Linked DNA regions of Gossypium hirsutum: region 1 is linked to region 2. The links are chromatin contacts, called in public Hi-C maps. All regions are on one chromosome and are shown on one strand. Each heading gives the region's core, a stretch centred on a gene start, on an enhancer-like site or on the middle of the called end of the contact. The rest is flanking DNA. Distances are from core to core; before and after follow the strand shown.

Region 1 (4,518 bases), core at 1,904-4,403, 280 kb before region 2:
TTATGAACTTCAATAATAAGTTGCTAATAATTTACTTAGGCAGCCTTCTAGGGGTGTAAACAAGTCAAGTTACATGTGGGCTAGTTGGGCTCGCTATAGTGGAACTCAAGCTTTACATTATCAAGCCAAGCTCGAGCTGCTCTAGTAATGAGTTCAGTTTGGGTATCTTTAACTCTACTGGAGAAGCTTTAGGTCTTATTGAGCTTTTATTTGTCAAATACATATTTAATATGTTTATATAAGTTTATTACTAAAATATAGCCATTAGTATTTATATTTACAATATTACTGAGCCTTACAGACCCGAACTCAAGTTGCTTGAGTAAATTGTGAGTCTGAGCTCAAGTGTGAAAAGTGTTGTCTAGCACTGAGGTGCAACGGGTAGGCATTCCTAGGCTTCTGCACACGCCTTGACAACACTGGGTCGAATGAAATCAGCTTGATTCCCCCCAGGCGGCACTATGCTTGAAAAACAATTACATCTAATATGGTGGTAGGACTGGAATCAAACTTGATTATATTTCTGTTTGAAGCCTTGCTTGGATAAGTTTAGGGGTAGAATCAAGCTGAGCTGGGTTTAAGTTGTAAGAAGCTTGAGCTTGGCTTGAGCTCACTAGAGTATCACTTTGAGGGCTCGAACATGATTTGAGATAAAATTTGAGATGCTCGAGCTCATTCAGGTTCGATTCAACTTGTTTACCTAATAAAAATAAATTCAAACTCATTTATGCTGCGCTCTTGAACTGAAATTGTGAATACTAATTAAAATAAAAATGTATAATTAAAAATAACAAAGCTCCATTAGACTCTCAAGTTATTTGATTTAAGCATTAGGATATTTGAATTCGACTTGCTTGGTAGCTTGAGATGCTTGAGCTTAAGAATGGCTGAATTGATTTCAAGTGCTTTTTTTTAGTCAAATCTGAGTAGCTTTCAAGCGAGATATCTCGTTTACACCCCTAGGTTAGTCTCGAGAATATTTTTCTGTTTTTGGTGTTAATGGATTTCATTGCTTTTATTTGTTTGGTTGTGCTACTGGCATGAGTTTTTTTTTTTTTAAATTTATATTTGGTTGTGCTGCATTGTATGTGAGAACCAATTCGTTGAGAGATTTGAGTTAAAACAACTTGTTTAATTTGGGATGAGGGTTTCCTTACCGTATTTTCTTTGAAACAGGGATGGAGGGATGAGGGGTCTTTTTACAGGAATTGGTCCTCGTCTTAGCCGTGCTGGCCCTTCAGTTGGGATTGTGATTTCGATCTATGAAGTGGTAAAATATGTGCTGCAAAACCATTATGCAACTTCATGATGAACAAAAGCTGCCGATTACCAGTTTTTTATGTCTACCCAGCATTTGCGGGAGACCAATATTTTGATGCGGATAATGTAACATGCTGATGAGGTGTACATCCTTTGCTCTAGGTCTCACGATTTAGTGTTACATGTGGATAAAGATATCTAGGTCTTCAAATGGATCAAGCAGGGTAGCACATAAGTTTTGCTTTTTACAACAATTTTGATAAAAAAAAAATTTCTGTTCCTTACTGATCAAGTTGAGCAGAAAATCTAATTAGTTTAGTTAAAACTTAAAATGCTTTTTGCTGAGGTGAGCTAAAAAATGTAACACAAACACGAACCAATGAAAAAAATCAACGGCTCTGATTTCTCAACATCTTTTTAGTTTTTAATAAAAGCTACTGTACATAACATACTAGGTATGATTTTCCATAGCATTAGCCATTTTTTTTCTTTGAAAATTAGAATTCATTAATAAGGGGATTAGCTCAAAAAATAACTGACCAAACAACGCCCCAAAGAAAATGAAAAGACAACAAAACAGAAACTACCTAACAAAATAGGAAAACGAAAGCACACAGAGAACCAAAAACCATAAACGAAAACCACAAAACAATCCCCAAAAGAACATCCAACAAAGAATACCAGCCAAAACCTTCTCGTTGAACAATAGAAAAACCATCGTAGCTAAAACGGGAAAGGAACCAGCTTTGAAAAACCAATTATTGGAGATTCAAGGAACCTTCTCCAAACTTCAAAGCTCAACAAAACCCCCTCAACATTGACGAAGCCAAACAGACCAGTCCTCTGCTACCAATTCTTCGACAGAATCTGGTGCCTCTTCAACCTAAAAACATGGAGATAGTCGTCTACGCCCCTCCAAAGCCATAGTATGCGCCACCCTATTAACATCTCTTGGGACAAAATGGTAAGCCACTTCCTCTAAATAACCCTCTAGCATCTGAATACTCTGAGAAATTGGTCTGAGAATGGATCTATCCTCCCTTTTAGATTTAAGTTTTTTGATAATCGTTAAGGAATCCCCTTTCAAAATAACCATCCTGAAACCCATATCAATCTCGAAGAGGAGCGCTCGTTCACAAGCCTTAGCTTCTGCAACAAAAGCATCTGCAACGCCTACATAAGGGTAAGTACATGCACCCATTATTTGACCCACATCATTATGGGCTATAACAGTCGCAATAAAGGTATTAGATTCACCATTAAAAGAGGCATCAAAATTTAATTTGATAAACCTAGTATTAGGGGGTCACTAGAACTCAGTCACTTAAGATCTAAGAGAAAAAACAGAAACTTTACTCAAACTCAACTCTTATGCACTGAACAAAACCTAACAGATCCTGCATAGAGAAATTGAGACCTTCATACCATCTTATTTCGTTTAAACCAAAGGACCCAAAAAGAAATGATTAACAATTTTTTGGTACCCTCATCAGTTGCAATAAAAATGCTTACTAATCGATTTTTGTAATGTGAGGTATTCCTGCTGAGATCAATCGAGAGATTTAGAGACTGCCAAAGCTGCCGTAATGCACCACAAAACCACAATAAGTGGTCAGGATCCTCCGGAGCCTCCTTGCGCAGAGGGCAAACATTGACAACTCTTAGACTTCGCTTGATTAAGTTATTAAAATGAGGCACATAATCTTTAATTAACCGCCACATGTGTATTTTAATTTTAGAAGGAAGTATATCCCAAAGTAACTTGTAGAACTTTTTGTAATTGTTTGTAGTATTCGAGTTGTATTCAGACAGCTGAAATTTTCTTGTAACCAAAGCCCAATACCTACTCTTCACAGAGTACTCCCCGGTGGCATCATGATGCCAAACCAACATATCTTGAGCTCTGAACTTTGCAAGGGGAATATTGAAAATGCGTCTAGCTTGTTATTGGTCAACAATCCTGCAGATCACGTCTTTGTTCTAGGTACCCGGATTTTCATCAATTAAATGGTTCACTGTAGACCAATGAGTACTAATATTCTGAATTAATAATCCACTATTACCAGGACCAGGCAGCTAAGGATCATTCTAGATATTCACAGTCTCACCACTGCCAATTCGCCAAAGTAAGCCATCCGCAATCAACTCCCTAGCACTGCATATGCTTCTCCAGGAAAAGGAGGGGTGAGAACCAACTTTAGCTGACATAATATTAGTAAAAGGATAATAACGAGCTTAAAAAATTTTGCCGAAAGACAATCGGGTTGGGATAAAAGTCGCTAAACTTGCTTAGCAAGTAGAGCTTTATTAAACAAAAAGAGGTCCCGAAATCCCAGCCCGCCTTCAGCTTTGGAAGTACATAGTTCACTCCAAGTACTCCAACGAATACCTTTAGTTGATTTACTATTAGACCACTAGAATTTGTTTAAAATACCTTCTAACTTTTGACATAAGGTTTTAGTAAAGCAAAGCATTGCATAACGTAGACAGGAATTGCTTGTAACACCTCCTTGATGAATACTTCCTTACTCCCCATCGAAAGGTACCGGAGACTCCAACTCTCAATCCTATTTCTGAATCTGTCCACAAAATTTACAAAAGCCCATCTCTTCCTTTCCCAACCATCATTGGTAAGCCCAAATATTTCTCCGGGTTTGTGACCACCTGCACTCCCAGAATGTTGGTGACTTGATCCCTCTCATGTCGGCCCACACTTGCTCTAAAGTAAATAAGTGATTTATCAAAATTTACTTGTTGCCCTGAAACTAATTCATATTCCATGATTATATTACGAACTATATGAGCCCCATCCTCCGAAGCATCACCAAAAAGAATGCAATCATCCGCAAACAACAAGTGATTAATCGCAAATCTTTCCCTTCCAATCGGAGCTCCCCTCATCAGATTTTTATGTTTTGCCTCATTCAGCAATAGAGAGAGACCTTCAGTGCAGATTAAGAAAAGCTAAGGGCTGAGCGGGTCACCTTGTCGCAACCCCCGTGTCAGAGAAAAGCCTTCACTAATACCCTCATTAATGCCTATAGTATAGGTAATTGAACAAACGCACCGCATGATAAGAACGATCCAATCAGGTTGGAAACCCAACCTAGACATCATACCAGCCATAAAGTCTCTTTCAACTCGATCGTACGCTTTACTCATATAGAGTTTAAGTGCAAAATTCCCTTATTTACTCCGTTTCTTTATTTTAAAGGAATGTAAGACCTCATAAGCGATTAAAACATTATCCGATATGTG
Region 2 (4,762 bases), core at 1,755-4,254:
TCAAGGGCCCAATAGAAATATGTGCTCAATGTAAGTGGACCACATCTAAAGCTAAATGGTCCATTACGGTTGGACTAAATACCGTGTCTAACAATTAATACAACCGTCACCTAGGGATGATTCGTCCATCCAAGGCAGTTTTTGCAGATGTGGCTGTTTCTGCATCTGAAAACTGCACCAAAGCCTACATAAAAAGCAGGATATATACTGAGCTTAATTAAAAAGCCAAAAAAAACAACAGATACCAAAAGAAAATTTAATTCATTGACCTGAAATCCAGCTGTCTTCTCAAAGGTAGTAATTTTATGCACAAATCCAAAAGCTGAAAATACCTGCATTATTTAATACTTTTAACAAAGATGAACTAACAAAAATCAAGCAAAAGCACTCCAAAAAGCAATTCCGATCTTCAGTTCTGTAAAAGGTTTGCCAGAAAATAAGGAATAGAGATAAGTTAACATATCCACAACATTCAGCATGGAGACAACAATAGAACTTATTAACAGACTACAGTTTGAGAAACTCAGATTTTACAAGGAAATTGACAAGATCAGTACATGCTAAATTAATTTCACCGGGATGGTGGAACGCCGCAAAAGATGAAAAGAGTGAGGATGAAAAAACCAACGAAGGAGTTCTATGAAACCTCAGAAATTTACAAATAAAACCAGGCTACAGATCAGACTGCTCAAATTTCATTTTTTATCAAGTTCTATAAAATAACAATTCTCTCAACTTATAAGTTAAGAAACTAATTCAATCACCATTCTTCCCTAAGGATAAAATGTAAATCTCCAGTCTCTACCTGCTTCAAATAAATTGCAGCAAACTGCAGACTAGGGGACAGATATTAATTGCTCTAGGATTTTAATCATTAAAGCCCATGAAGGAGGATGTCAAAGGCAAAAGTTGCTATAAGCACCAGATTCTAGAATCAGAATCAGGCTAAACCCAGGCAGAAAGAAGATACCACTAACTGAGGACTAACGATAGGCACCTAATTGTAAAAGATTTTGATATATATTTATATATGCATGTATATAGCGCAAATATATACATAGACCACTCATCTCTATAAAAAGTTGGAACGTACCTAAGATAAATAACCTGGTTTTTTAGTAGAACTATATCCAGGCAAACAATTAACTCCTAAAAACAGATGTATAGAAAATAAAAAGAGAAAACTGAGACTGTGACAACTAGCTGCCTCATATTACTCCTATATCATTGAGAGCTTATATTAATAATTATAAATAAAGTTTTATCCCAAAATGGGGAAAGATAAATATGTTAGCATGAGCAGAAACAGACAGAAGGATCTTTCAATCTTTCACAAGCTAATGATGATGACAGTCCAATTCTGTGAATAAAGGGCACAATGGACAAGAACCAAAGCCTGTTACATGGATGATTGGCTGCCTAATCAAAGTTTCTAAAAAGAACTACCAATTCAGGGAGGCACTTGCCTTAAGCACCTTTTGTTCTAATAAGACAGTGCCTTATGCACCAAAGCATGCACCTCCCTCAATGCTACCATCAATTCAGGGTCTTAGACAATTGTTTGGACATTGCTTCACATAGCCAAGAAATCTGAAGCACTTTACTACCTTGTTCATGTTCAATGAGGAGTGACGATTTTGACACTCAGCAAAACTAGCAACTATTATATCGAACAAATATATAATACAGACCATATATGCAAAAAAAAAATGTAAATGGAGCACAAACTTCATTGGCAGTAGCAGCACAAACAAAAAACATAGTGACACCAAACATCTAAAAAGTCCAAGGGTGATGGATGATGCACATGAAGAAGAAATGAAAAACAAATCCTAAATGGTAGGAATAGGAGGTAAGTAAGGAAGAGTAAGGAAGAGAGAGGCAGTGTTAAGGAAAGGAGAAAGGAGACAAACACACATGTTCTCTTTCTCACGATGCACTAAGCTGCCATTGGAGATTATTCCCTTGACATGATCCTGCTGATCCATTCACACTCATGTCAAAACACAAAAGCTTTTCTCCAAAAGAGCGTGACAAAAACTACACAACCCTAGTTATTACATGAAATCATATCAAACAACAACTTAGAAATAGTAACTTCACACCCTTCTAAACAAAAAGGAGAAGAGACATACGCCATCCTTACCAAGTGCAATACATCTATGGAAACAAGCCGTGCATCTTGACCTTCGATTGTTACCAACAGTACATTCCCGGCAACATCTGCAGTCGTTTTGTTGTTTACAATTTCTTGCCTGTTAGAATATTGCAGGTAGACCGTTTTACCCCTTACTTGAGCAGGCTCTGAAGATGAAGCATAATACGATATCATGGCAATAGCTTGATTCAAGTCAGCCTAAGAAGGGTAAACAAAAACATATATTTAATTACTAACTTCATTAATATGGTGGAAGAAATTTGACCAGAATTTTAAAAAAAAATCTGATTAAACTTACGAATTCAATGAAAGCTTGATTACGATTGGCTCCAACATTGCACTTGGTGTTAACGACCTTACCAAATGGCTTCCCCAGCTCGATCAACTCTTCCTCCGTACACTCCCATGGCAAGTTTCTCAAATGCAGCACCTTAGATGGGGGTTGAGTGTAACGGAACTGCGGCTGACTTGATACCGAGGCCATCCCGGTCGGAAATCAACCCCTCTAAAAATTTTTGGCAAGAGAAGACAGATCAGAAACCCTAGATGCCAAAAAATATATATGTTTAATTCAAAATCGAAATATATACATAGATCAATCAAAACCAGGAAAATGCAATGAAATTAAGGGAATAAAATAAACCTGAAAACAAAAAGAAACTAATGAGAAAATCCGTGGAAACTTCTGAAGTTCGTTAAGTTAGGGCTTCAAGGAATTTGAGATAAATTGGTATGGTAGATTTTCCGTCTTTCATTAAATTCGTTTTGGTTTTATTAAGGGATGGGCATCGTCCTGGGCTTTTGGCGCCGATGGGCGTTATGTATTCGGGAAGGAGAGATTGGATTGGATTGTATTTTCCCTTCTTATATTACTTTTCTTGAGAAACGAAAGGACCGGACTTTACCCGACCCGAGGCAGCGGTTTTTCTTTTCGTTTTGGGCCTTTTGGCCACTAAGGCAGCGTCTTCGGATTCTTAAACTTTGGTGCCCACGTTGCTGTGGAATATAAAAACGTGCAACTGGAGAATTATTTACGACTACTTTTGAAAAATACTAATATTTAGAAAAATTCTTTTTGAAAAATATTTTTAAATATTTTAATTTCAGATTTAATTTTTTAATATTATTTTAAAAAATTATTTTTAAGAAATAAAATGTTCATATTAGACATAATACTATAAAATAAAAATTTGTGTTTAAATAATATTCAAATTAGTTAACATTATTATATTTCAATAAGAATTTAAAAATGATTTATTATAACTTATTATTGATATATAAAATATAAATGATGAATATTTTTAAATTAATTACTATTAATGATTATTTATTTGTAAAAATTTAATTTGAATATATAAATTATATTTTAAATATTAAAGTATAATAATTACATATTTAAATATATAATGTTATATATTTGAAATAAACTTTGATAAGAAAATAATTGTATAGGTAATTTAAATATTACTTAAAATACATAAGTCATTTGACTCCAAAAGTATTTTTCCCACATCCAAAAACTAAAAATGCTTTTGAGTTTAGGTACAAAAGCATTTTTCATTTCAAAAGTTGTCTATTTAACATTGTTTATGGCTCTAAATAAAGTTTATTAACCCGTTAAGAAAAAATAGAATTTAAGTTTAACTATTACAAATATAAATACAATACAAGTATAAATATATGTCCAAACAAATACAATGTAAAATTAAACCAATTATGAAGCACAATCAATAAAAAAAATAAAATAAATCCCATCCATGGTAGATAAATATGTTGAAACTGAAACCTCACATATCGCAATTACACATGACAAAGCTTGAACACGAATACCCAAAACCTAAAAACTCCATCTTAACCAACAATACTAAAACCTAATTCCCCATTGAAAAAAAAAACTCAAAATTAACATTTTCAGTTATTTAAATTTATAAACAAAATTTATGATGATGATCAAAACCACTTAATATAATTTTCTTTTATAAAAATGTGAAAATAATAAGTAAACAATATCTTATTGAAGAAAATTTTATTTTAATTTATTTCTTTTGGCATTATCTTTTAAACATTTCACATTTAAACTTTTGCTTTGTTTAAACTAACTTGAAATGCTTTAACAAATTTAAAGATGAAAATGTAAAATAAAATTTTCATAATTTAAAATTTACATTTACTAAATTTTAATTATATTTTGTACTTAAATATTTTAAGTAATATACTAAATAGATAAGTTAAATTTAGTATTTAATTTTTGGATTAATATATTTCGTACCTAAGTTTGACACCTTTTTCTAATGGGGTATCAATGTTATTTCTTGGTCCAATTTGGTACATATATTTGACAAAATTTATATATTTTGGTACCTAAAGATAATAAAAAAGTTAATTTTTTTAGTGTTTAATTTGGGTTTTAGGGTTGATTTAATGAAAGTTATTTGCTAACATCATTAAGGTTGATTTTTCCATCATTTTGTTAATAGAATAAACTTAGTGCTAATTGTGAACTTGTAACATCCCGATTTTGGGCCTAGTCGGAACAATAGTTTCGGAACCACAAATCCGAGGTCAGAGAAATTATTTTTGATATTATTTTATGTGTTATAGCAT

Evidence for each region. Hi-C and Micro-C count contacts between places; a contact is called where the count stands out from the background.
Region 1: a Hi-C map of leaf shows a contact between it and region 2, with 4 times the contacts expected there. The contact joins the promoter of LOC107922874 here to the promoter of LOC107945949 in region 2. A contact is called at or near these places in 4 of 34 Hi-C or Micro-C datasets (all in leaf).

The regions. Positions count from the first base shown.
Region 1 is chrA08:50,712,386-50,716,903 of Gossypium_hirsutum_v2.1, reverse strand. It overlaps LOC107922874, which reads right to left and starts at 3,153. Exons shown (of 2, transcript XM_041075408.1): 1 at 2,773-3,153; 2 at 1,764-2,424. The coding sequence starts at 3,153. The coding sequence ends at 2,344. It also overlaps the pseudogene LOC107922795.
Region 2 is chrA08:50,433,955-50,438,716 of Gossypium_hirsutum_v2.1, reverse strand. It overlaps LOC107945949 (polypyrimidine tract-binding protein homolog 2), which reads right to left and starts at 3,004. Exons shown (of 11, transcript XM_016880144.2): 1 at 2,802-3,004; 2 at 2,457-2,700; 3 at 2,147-2,356; 4 at 1,918-1,976; 5 at 270-332. The coding sequence starts at 2,642.